Regions from separate parts of the Cricetulus griseus genome. Here region 1 is linked to region 2. The links are chromatin contacts, called in public Hi-C maps. All regions are on one chromosome and are shown on one strand. Each heading gives the region's core, a stretch centred on a gene start, on an enhancer-like site or on the middle of the called end of the contact. The rest is flanking DNA. Distances are from core to core; before and after follow the strand shown.

Region 1 (5,732 bases), core at 1,687-4,186, 280 kb after region 2:
CAGCATCATGGAGTACACTCTTTGGGACAGGAGGGAGGTGTGTATTTCTAAAGGAAAATTCCTTTTTTTTTTCTTTTTTAGATATTAGATGTCTTTAACTGTAAACAAAACACAACTTTCATACCCTGCCCTCCCCAGTACAGTTATTTGAGAAATTTGGCATCCTTTCAAGAGTTTTTAGTCTGAGGTAAACAGTCCAAGCTCTCATAATCAAAAGAACTGGGGGCAGGTAAGCTAGTGCCAGCAAAGCCTCCAATATTATGAGAGTGACTTTGTTAATGAGATATTGATGACAGAGAGAGGCCTCCCAGTCGGGGGGTCTGGAGAGGAAGTTACCCCTCCTTCCCAAGCTCCAGCTGCCTCACAAACAGGAAACTGGCTGCTGGGCACCTCTAGCCCGCCCTTCGCCTTTTCCAACTTCAGCCAGCTCTCCCATTTCCATAGTCTCACCCACCCCAGAGGGCCTGCCTGTCTCTCGCTTGTAGTGCCTGTCTCTCCTGAACCATCTCAGAGCCAAAAGTGCTGGGGCAAGATGGGAGAGAAGCAGCCCCTGGGAATTCCAAACTCAGGTCTGGACCTCAAGTGCATAAATTTCCCTTTCCTGGAGGTTAGGGGGAATAGTACTATGGCCGGGGAGCCACTGTGGGGTGCCAGGCGCACGGAGAAGTTGTCTGGGAGCTTAGCCGGAGTAGGGCTCATCTAGGCTGGTGCCATCAGCAGGACCAGAGGGTTTGCCAGAGGTGGCAGAGGTGGCGTCCAGGCCTCCACCCTCGATAGAGCTCTCACTGCCCGTGCTCTCGCCCGACAGCAGGCGTGTCACCCTTAAGTCGGACTCCAGGGTGCGCACATCATTGCCAAAGCTAAGGTCGCCCAGGTCACTAATAAGCTGCGACAGTTGGGCCTTCATGTCGGAGGCACAGCCCGGCAAAGGAGGTGATGTCCCGGAGCTGGGGCCCAGCGAAACTTCGTTGCCCCCCAACGCCTCCTCGTGGCCATTCTCCAGCGGGTCCAGCAAGTCCCCACATTCCAAGTGCATAGCCACCACCAGCGCCCTCTGTGCCTCAGTGTCTTCCTCTGCTGGGTCCCCATCCCCCGCACGGTCTTCTTCCTCCTCCTCCAGGCAGCCCTCGAGGTGCTCCTCTTCTTCTTCCTCCTGCAGCTCCTCCTCCTGTTGTTCCCCAAGCAGGTCCTCGGTGATAGAGCCTAGCTTGGGAGCGCTGCGACTGCGCTCCACTGGCGGCTTGTAACAGCAAGGTCCGTGCAAGAGCAGCTTACGCAGCGGCACTAGAGGGATGGTGTGTGCACCCACCAGCTCCTGCTGCTGGTGACGCGCATCGTCCCGCCGCTTTAGACGTTTAAACTCTGCCAGAGCGTTGGCAGACGTCTGGTAGAGCAGCAGGGCCATGGCCTGAGCCTTCTCCGGCTTGGATACAAGCACCGCGTGGCAGCGTAGCATTACTGCCTTGTGCTTCAGCTCATGCCGGTACACCCAGGCGAAGACTTTGGGCAGCCGCGCGTCTGCCACACAGTAGGTGACGCGGTGCAGCAGGTAGAGGTGGCCCGGGCGCCGCAGCGCTCGCTCCTCGGCGTGCACCATGCGGATGCCTTGCGCGCTCACCGTCAGCTTCATCTTCGTGCCTTGACGGCCTGCCTCGCTCTTGCTCCAGATCTTGCCCACCGCTAGGTCCGTGCAACCGTCGCCGCGCGCTTGGATGGTGGTAGCATTACCCAGGTAGAGCACGGTGTAAGTGGGGTCCTCACTGGTGATGTGCAGTTTCTTGCGCTTGGAGCGAAACATGCTGCCCACCCGGCTGAGCGCGCCTTCCGGGCAGGCCCTAGCCAAGGAGCTAAGTGCGGAGTAGTGCAGGCTCACAGCGTAGCCCTTAGGCTTGGACGCCTGCCGCGGCGGCGCCTCGGCCAGCAGCTCGAACTTGTGCTTCTTCCACGGCAGCATCTCCGGAGGACGCCCGGGAGCGGCTGGGCGGGGGCGGCCGAGCGCGGGGTGCGAGCCCCGCAGGGCCACCAGCCCCGGCTGCGCTTGGCCCGGGCAAGCCCGGAAAATAAAAGTCGAGCTGGGAGCACAGCCGGGACAGGGAGATGGAGGCAGCCAGATAGTGCTTGAGAACCCCGCAGCGGGTGTGGGAGAGGGGTATATAATATTAGAAAGAAAAAATATTCAGGAGAGAGAGGGAGGGAGGGAGGGAGGGGGAGAGAGAGAGAGCGAAAGAGAGAGAGAGAGAGAGAGAGAGAGAGAGAGAGAGAGAGAGAGAGAGAGAGAGAGAGAGAGAGAGAATATTTTACAGATGAGGACCAGGATAAAAGTCTCAGGCAAGCTACAAAATAAAAGAGAGCGGGAGCGGAACGGAAAATATTTTAGAAAAAAGCCATATGAGTGCGTGCAAATAAATAGAAGCGGGGGGCGGGGGAGGGGGCTCGGCCAAAGCACCCGGAGTGGTGAGAGAATAAGCAGGAACTCTTCTTTCAGCGAACGTGACACACACACAAGTCTTGGGCCAGGGCCAGGAGCCGCGGAAACTACAGCAGTGCGCCCAGGAGCCGATGCTCCCCACCCTCAGTGGGTGCGGGAGAGGGCGAGCCCCTCGGCTGGGCTGGTCCCGGAATAAGCAGCTTGCCCTAAGTGCTGTCCGAGTGGTCCGGCTGGCCGCGGCGGGCCAGGCACAGCAGTCCCGCGGCTCACTGCATCCTCGCTCCGAGGGGACACCGGGGACTGGCGCTCAGCCGGCTTGGCCAGGGTAGCGCGGGGCTCCGAAGGCAGGACGCGCGCATTGTCAGCTCCCAGGGACTGCCGCTACCTCATTGCTTCCCTCCGGGGGCATCCGACTCCGCTTCGGGGTGCTCGGCGGTCTGCAGCGCGCCCTCTGTGGTCATACGCGCAGTGGCCGGCTTGCCCGCCTCACATCATTGCCGTCCGGGAGGAAGATCTCGGGTTAATATAGGCCGGCGCGAACCATTCGCCGAGCGGACAGGGGAGGAGCATCGAAGAGGATCCATAGGGCTGCGACGCCCACGCATTTCTGGCCTCTTAAAGGGGCCCAGTTACAAGCACTAGTCAAGGGAAAGGGAAGACTAGTCCAATTAGGCAATCCCGTCCCAAATTTATCAGCATCTCTTTTATGTATAGAAACCACAAAGAACTGGAGTTACCCGGTAGCAAAAGGGACTTAAACTTTGACACTCCACCCTAGGCTAAATTGCAACTCACTGAACAAATGTATGTCTAGATCGAAACTTCTGGAGGAGGTGATGAGATTGTAGACTCTAATTCCCTGTACAAAAAGGTTGGGGATTTTTTTTTTTTTTTGACAGCTTCAAGAGAATGTGCAGGCTCTGTTCTCTGCTATTCTTAAATAATCGTCTATTAAAGAAAAAACAAGAGTTAAGGACTTAGTTGTTATTGTCTTGGTGCCGTTTATCCACAGGTGAACTGCAGGTCGTGAAGAGTGAGTGGCAAGATGACTGGAGGGAACAAAATTGAACACAATAGTGAGTGGTCGATAAGCTTTGGGATTTCCAGTTCCTACCCTCGACCCAATAATACCCTCTCCTGCCACACACCCTCAGAGTGTGGGGTACTTTTTTTTGAGATATATGACATTTCTAGGTAAGGCTGTGTTGCTGTTTGTAGACCCATCGGTTTTATTAAATCGCTCATACACATTGGATGAGAATTCTTAGGGAAAATTCAAATGATATTTTTTCATGTGCTAACTGAACAATGTGGGGTTTGTTTGTTTCCCTCTCTTTCTACGTTTTCCCCCCATCCTTTGAGACAGGATCTTGCTTTCTAGATCAGGTTCTCCTCAAACTCAGATCCTCTTGCCTCCAGCTCCAGAATTACAGGCATGCATTTCCATGCCTGGCTCTGGACAAAATACTTTTTAGTCTCTCACCAGCTTGCCCCTCTGCCAGTAAGTTATTTGTGGGCCCTCTTGAAACAACCTACTTGACACTAGGGGCCATTCAGTCCAAGCAAAATGACTTCTATTTGCTGAATGAGACATGCAAATTTACAGAAATTTTTTTTTACTGAGCTAAATTCAGCCAGAAAAAAACCAAAGTCCTCTGAGAATCCAGGAGAAGAAACAGTTCACTGTGACTAAGAAAATCAAAAAAGACTCACGGAGGGGTCATGTTTGAAAGATGATTTCACCAAACAGGAGGAGAATTGGAGGGCTTTCTGAGAGTAGGCAAAATTACAGGATGGAGGTGCAAGCATTCATGTAAGATACGATAGAGTCAATGATGATAACAATAAAAGAATGTTTCCCTATCTAAGAATTTTTATCCTGACAATGGATTAAAAACCCTTCTGCTCTCTGGAACAGCCGTTCTCAACCTTCCTAACACTTCAACCCTTTGATACAGTTCCTCATGTTGTAGTGACCCCTCCCACTATAAATTATTTGTTTCTACTTCATAACTGTAATGTTGCTACTGTTGTGAATTGTAATTCAAATATCTGAGATGTAAGATGGTCTTAGGTGACCCTGTGAAAGGGTTCTTTCAGTCCCCCACTCCCGCCCCTCAAAAAGGGTCATGACCCACAGATTGAGAACTACAGCTCTGGAGAAAGGAATGACCCTTACATGGCTGGCTGGGCCTATGAAGCCTCTTAATTAGGGTCCTACTGCCTTACTTCCTGACTGTGTGGATGGGTTATTGGGGAGATTCCAGACACCTCTATGGAATGAACTACAATTCTACTAAAGCATCAAACCATCACTGATTTTTCTTTTCTACTGAAATGGCTGGAATATCAGGGAGTGACAATCATGATAGCTTATAATCCAAAGGACAAAAATATTCTAGAGGAAGCATATCGACATAGCCTCAGCTGAATGGCCTCTTCCTGATCTATAATCCCAAAGTCTGAATTCTAAAGTAGACCGCACACTCAAGCATTTCCACATGGCTGGAATGTCCAAGGGCCAGAAGGGCTTGCGGGAGGAAGAAAAGGACCAATACTGGTCTCACAGCCCTGGAGACATGGCCATGAGCTACACACAGTGACCAAGAAACCAGGGACAATGTAACAGGGAAGCATCCACTGGCTACCACAGCTCTTGGTGATAGCCAGAGTGTCAGCGCCAGATGTACAGGCTGTGTCATGCCTAGCTACCTATTTAATAAGCTTCTTTCGATCTTGGGAGAGCAGAAAGGTTCTAGGCAAATGAGAGCATCCCATGTGTGAGTCATGTCATGGGCTTGTGCTCTAAGACCCAGAAGGGAAACCTAGCTATCTAACTCCTCCAGGCCTGAACGTGGCGTCTGCCTACCTTGCCTCCTGGAGAGCCCCACCACCCTTGCAGAAAGCACCCATCACAACTAGGCTACATCTCCTCGGTGGGAGGGGGGAATGGGAGACAGGACAGCATCTGAGATCCAGGGCAGCTGTAGGAGAGTACCTCCTCCAAGAGTCCATTGAGAAACCGGTTAGACGCTAGTACTGTACTTTTAATGTCACTACTCCATCTACTGGTAGCAGACCAAACTGCCATTTTCTCCTAAAGCTGGACAAGCCAGTGATTCAATCAACAGAGCCAAGGCACAGCTGGAAGGAAACACTGCTCACGGGAGTGCCAGGCTGGCCTTTGGCATCTGAGAACCAGCCTTTTATCTCCTGGAGGGCTTTGGACTAGTTTTCTGTCACCTTGTGTTTTGCATAAGGCTCCTCCATCGCTATCCTCCTCCCCTGATGGATGTCCCACTAA
Region 2 (5,517 bases), core at 2,498-4,997:
GTTCTCATGGGTCGAAAGTTTCTCAGTGCTTCAATTCCACAGTGTCAGTGAGGGCCCAGTGGGATTTGTGTTAATATTATACCATGACCAATGCTCTGAGGAAAGTATAACCTCTGGGGAAATGGGGGAGGCTTAGCTTAAGGGGCCTTTGGTCCAGGTCCTAGAGGATGGGAAGGATATCAAAAGAGAAGCTTGAGAGTGGAAGGCACACCCATGAACAGTGAGTGAGCAGGGGTCTGGCTGGGGTGTCTGGGTCAGACAGTGAGTAGACTAGATGAGGCTGGAGAGAGTCAGTGTGGGGTGGATCCTTCAGATCCTTCAGCTGCTGGTGGAGGAGCCTTGCTAGCCTGGAACAATGAGAAGCCAAGAAAGGCCACTTCATCAATGCCAGCTTTGGCTTGTCTGATTAGCAGGAGGGTGGAGGTGTGGAGGTACCAGGGGCAGAGGAGTAGCGATGTGAGCAAGGAATGTGTCCTGTCCTAGCGACTCTGCTGCTGCTCTCTAAACTCTGAGTTCACCAAAGACCATCAGATGCAAGCTGACGTCACCGAAGTGTGCTTTGATATTTTGTTGTTGGCAGGTCCTGGGGGTCATAACAAGAGGTTAATGCGTTTCTTCATAGATGGTGGGAGTTTGCTCATGATGTTCCAGAGAAATCTTTTTTGAAAAGCTGAAAATTTTTCTCAGGCCTTGGAACCAGGAAGATCTGGCCTTTTCCTAAACATCTGGCTGCTCTTAGTCGTGAAATTGATTCCATTTCACTTCCAGCACTTGAAGCCCACAGGCAAACATTTGTATCCCACCCCACCAAAGTGTGCAATGCTCTATCATGCCACTCATCCTAATTTCATTTTAGTCTCTTAAGTGTTCCTTGCTCCCTGTAAGTTTCCCCCACTGAAGTTTTTAAAACCCACTAGGAATCACATGAACATGAAGTGGAGCATTAGAAATGGAAAAAAAAAAAGTCAATGGCATTCATGGTGGCTTGATGAAAATGGCCCCCATACGCTCATATACTTGAATACTTGGTCACCATTTGGTGGAACTGCTTGGGAAGGACTTGGAGGTGTGGCTTGTTGGAGGAGGTTTGTCACTGGGGGATGGGCTTTGAGGTTCCAAAAGCTCATGTCAGTTTCAGTCTCTTTCTCTCTGCCTCACGCTTGCAGATCAAGATGAGCCCTCTCAGCTACTGCTCTAGCTCCATTCCTGCCTTCTGCTGCCGTGCTCCCCGCCATGACAGCCATGGACTCTCATCCTCTGGAACTGAGAACCCCAAATTAAACACTTTCTTTTAAAGTTGCCTTGGTTATGGTGTTTTATCACAGCAATAGAAAAGTAATCAAGACATGGTGAAACTGGGAGACATTTTAAGGAAAACACAGATGAGTTCCTTTCATCACTGAAAACTCAATAAAGACAGCAAGAGGAATGTAAGTGTCAGGTGCCTTAGCAACTCCAGTGTTTGGCTAAGGACCTGAACTACTCTACCGAAGGATTTTTCCAACTGTCTCCAAGCAGCCTCTGAAATAGCTTTGCCAATCTGGCTTCCCCTAAGAGAGTCTCTGCTTCTCCAGCCAACTGAACTGGCAAAACCTCTACCCGAAGCCCAGAGAAAATGAACATGTGCATTAAAAACGTAGAAAGTGAGGACATGACGGCTCCAAGGTATTGAAGGGAACATTCTTATTGTAGATGCGACAGAGAGTTCAGCCAGAGGCATCTGGAAGAGTCCAGAGCAGGAAGAGAAACTAGTAGACCGAACATGACCATGGTTGGGGGAAGAGAAGACAGACGGGGGGGGGGGGAAGGGGGAGGAAGAGAGAGAGAACCAAGACAGCACATGGCTGAAAGGGCAGGGTTATATAGGAATGAGAAGTCCATGAACTGGAGAGGTTTAGGGTAGGGGGCAGAGTGAGAAAGGCTGAGATGAGCCACAGGTACTGAGTGAGCTGAGCCTGGAGGCCAGCATGCGCTTTAGGATGCTAATAGGTACCACAGTTAGCCATTTGTCCCCGTTTCTGTAGCCTGGTTTCATAAGATCATCATGATGTGCAGTTTAGACCCTGAGCTGAGAGGTCTGCACTGATGAAGAGTCAAGGTTACAAGGTGCTTGTGGGGTGGGGGTGGGGGTGGGTGTGGGGACACACACACTTTACATCTTTTTCCAGAGGAGATGCTAGGGAGCAGGCTTCAGAAGATCTTCAGGAATGAGGTGGAAAGGCTGTGTGTGTGTGTGTGTGTGTGTGTGTGTGTGTGTGTGTGTGTGTGTGTGTGTGGTGTGTGTGAGAGAGAGAGAGAGAGAGAGAGAGAGAGAGAGAGAGAGAGAGAGAGAGAGAGAAAGATTCTCTTCTCTATTGATAGACTCATCTTGAAACTGTAAAACAGCAGTTATTCATTTCCCAAGGAAGAGGTCCCCAGCTTGAGAAGTAGAAGCAATGTTGGCAGAAAGAAATGAGTCTTCCCTCCATCCTTCAGTGAGCTACTAAAAACAATTAGAATCTGTCTGTTGCCTACAAGGCTGTCAGTCAGCCTTCAGATGGGGTGCTCTAGGCTCTCTACTTCTGAGTCCTCTGATTCTTGGGTTTTATGCTTTTGTTGACAGTTTGATGTAGCTGTTTGTGCTGTTGTTGATGTGGACATAAAAATCACATGTGCCTCTGCTGGGCTTGGGTGTTCAGTCCACCATGGCTACTGAGTAGGCCCAGGTTAGGGTCAGGCAACTCAGTTGCTCTTGTCTCTCACTGTGTACTCAAGAGCTGAGTGTGAAGGGCTGGCTAGGCTCTGGGGATCCTGACATACTCCTTTGCTTCCTCCAGCTCTTGGCTGGGTCATCACCTCCTGGGGAAGCCTCCAGCTTATACTAAGGTATGGAATTACTTACTTGATGTTTGTGTCCTCTGGGGAAGTGTAGAGTGGGGCCTTCACCATCACTCCTCAGTCATTGATGACTGAGTGAACGACTGAGTTATATAGTTCTAGACATTTTGTGTGTTTTTAAAACACATTCAAAAAAATATTTTGATAAGTATTTTTGAATCCTGGTATTAAGTTTCTCTGCCAATGCAATAAGCCAAATCAAGACAAATTAATAAGAGCAGCTTTAATTTGGGCAAAGCACTCCTGGGTGATTTTGGAGGAAGGATGAAAAGAACGAAGGAAGGAAGGAAGGAAGGAAGGAAGGAAGGAAGGAAGGAAGGAAGGCAGGAAGGAAGGAAGGAAGGAAGAGAAATCACATGGTAGGTCTATGGAACACAGCTTAAATATCCTACATACATGGTCTTGAGAAGATCTTGGAGAGCATTCTGAAAGAAGGGTTTGGGAGGTGGTGCTTAGGCAGAGCTTCCAAAAGAACAGATTTATTTGTTTTATGAGTATGAGTGCTCTGTCTGCATTGTATGTGCAACTTTATACCAGAAGAGGGCATCAGATCCCACTATAGTTGGTTGTGAGCCACCATGTAATTGCTGGGAACTGAACCTACGTCCTCTGGAAGAGCAGCCAGTGCTCTTAACCACTGAACCATCTTTTCAGCCCCCAATCCTAGACATTGTCAAACATCTATTTTACTTCTCCTTTGAATCAGACCTGGTAACTGTGGGTTGGGCTGGGGAGGAGCTGGGGAAGAACTCTTTCCCTGTCATTAGTTGCCCTTGTGTGGATTACCTCCAGGCCTGTGGCCTCAGGCTCTTATGGGAAAAGACAATGGGGGTTGAGCTCAGAGCCTGCACAGAGCAGGGAGCTAGCTCGGCAGCAGGACAAGCTGTGAGACATGAGTCATTTCATAAACACAATGATTAGGCAAACATAGTTTGCAGTGTATATGCGAGTTTTAAATCTGTGGTTTTGGTTTTTGAAATAATTTAAAGCAAATGAAATAGGAAGAAATTTGATGGGTCAAACCCATTCTGGCACAAAGCAAATAGCCTGACAGTGACTGCCCTGGTGCTGTTAGGATGGTCTCACATGGGAAGGAAATCAGGAGGAGTTTTCAATCAAATCCAGCCTGCCAAAAAAGTTCCCAGGGGCTCAAGAGAGGCTCAGTAGTTAAGAGTGCTTGCTATACTTTCAAAGGATCTGGACTCAGTTCCTAGTCAAGCAGCTCACAACTGCTTGTAACTCCAGCTCCAGGGGATCTGATGCCCTCTTCAGGCACCTGACCACCACCACCACCACCACCACCACCACCACCACCACCACCACCACCACCACCACCACACACACACACACACACACACACACACACACAATCTACACACAATCTTATTTTTAGAAAGTTTCCAATCAGGGCTCTGCTTTCCTTCCCACTATGGTGGCCCTAGACAAGCAGGCTTTCCCACATCAGAAGGATACAATCAGGAAGGTTTTACACACAGGAGTTTGAGTTGTTTCTAGCTGTTGGGGTCTCCACAAAGTTCCTGGTTGCTATAGTCTTCACTTGGTGCCATCTAATTGCCAATCACCCAACAAAGCTCAAAATCTTGCTGGGGGCTACTCCTACTGTAAACCCTGAAATTCTTGAGAAAGACAGGACGGAGTCCATGATGGTCTGAATTAAAGCAAGCTGTATTTGGATGTACCTGAGGCTGGCCAGCTGGCTGTCCCCCCTTAGTTGGGGGGGTTTTGAGAATATCCCCCACTGGTCTCCCTTTTTAGGAGAGATAAGGTGTTCACAGGGGTGAGGGGGTGGTGGCTATCTATTGTTTAAAGGACACAATCAAAGGGGACGAACAAAGGAAAGAATACAGATCACAGGGAAAAACACACATCAAGTGAATGAGAGTTACAGCAGTTTATATCAGACCAGGAACTTATTCCTGATTACAAATGGAAGCCTTAATTATCAGGGATTTCTCACAGGACTCAGTGATTTAACTCTTAGACAGGCACAGGTAGGAACTGTTTTGGCTATAAACAGAAGAAGCCTTAACCTGAAAGGTATATTTTCACTTTTGGTCTTCCATTAACCTGTGAGATATATTTTCTTTCAGTTTTGGTCTTCTACCTACCTCTACCTGTATGATACCTTTATTGTATTTGTTATCTGTTTTCCTTGAATTGAAACACTCCCTGATGAAAGAAGGCTCCTAAGACTTATGAAGCTAATAACACAAGACTTGGGACACTTAGAAGTTATAAGATCTATGCAGCCCCCTCCCAAGGTTATAAGTGGTAAGCAATTGCTGCTGAGCAGGCATCGCTCTTCAGTGGAGCTGCCTACAAGGTGGGAACCTCAGGACGTAGCTTTGGTCGGCTGTCACCCATGCTAGGGTGTGCTCTTTGGAGATGCCACTACCTTTGTGTCACCCATCAAACTAATTGCTTTTCTTTGGTCTGCCAGTTGATGCTGTATGAGAGGATGCTGTAAAGAGACAACTCATTGAAATGGCCACTCTGGGATTAGAGAGAAGATTTTTATTCCAGGGGCATCTGGAAGAATTCAGAGCAGAGAGAAAAGCAAGCAGGTTGTACATGGCCAGAGCTAGGGAAGCAGGACATGGAAATATCATGCAGGTTATA

Evidence for each region. A called contact is a pair of places that touch in the nucleus more often than the background predicts.
Region 1: a Hi-C map of fibroblasts shows a contact between it and region 2, with 2.6 times the contacts expected there. The contact joins the promoter of Fam43a here to the enhancer-like site in region 2. A contact is called at or near these places in 3 of 8 Hi-C or Micro-C datasets (the CHO-K1 cell line and fibroblasts).

The regions. Positions count from the first base shown.
Region 1 is chr4:58,849,395-58,855,126 of CriGri-PICRH-1.0, forward strand. It overlaps Fam43a (protein FAM43A), which reads right to left and starts at 2,937. Exons shown (of 1, transcript XM_027412893.2): 1 at 1-2,937. The coding sequence starts at 1,954. The coding sequence ends at 680.
Region 2 is chr4:58,565,049-58,570,565 of CriGri-PICRH-1.0, forward strand. No RefSeq gene overlaps it. Among named protein-coding and RNA genes, the nearest start is that of Xxylt1, 200 kb to the left of the region's middle. Within about 2 kb of position 3,748, at least 2 of the 6 cell types and tissues checked have open chromatin away from gene starts, as enhancers often do. A contact at or near this core is called in the CHO-K1 cell line and fibroblasts, where this site is marked.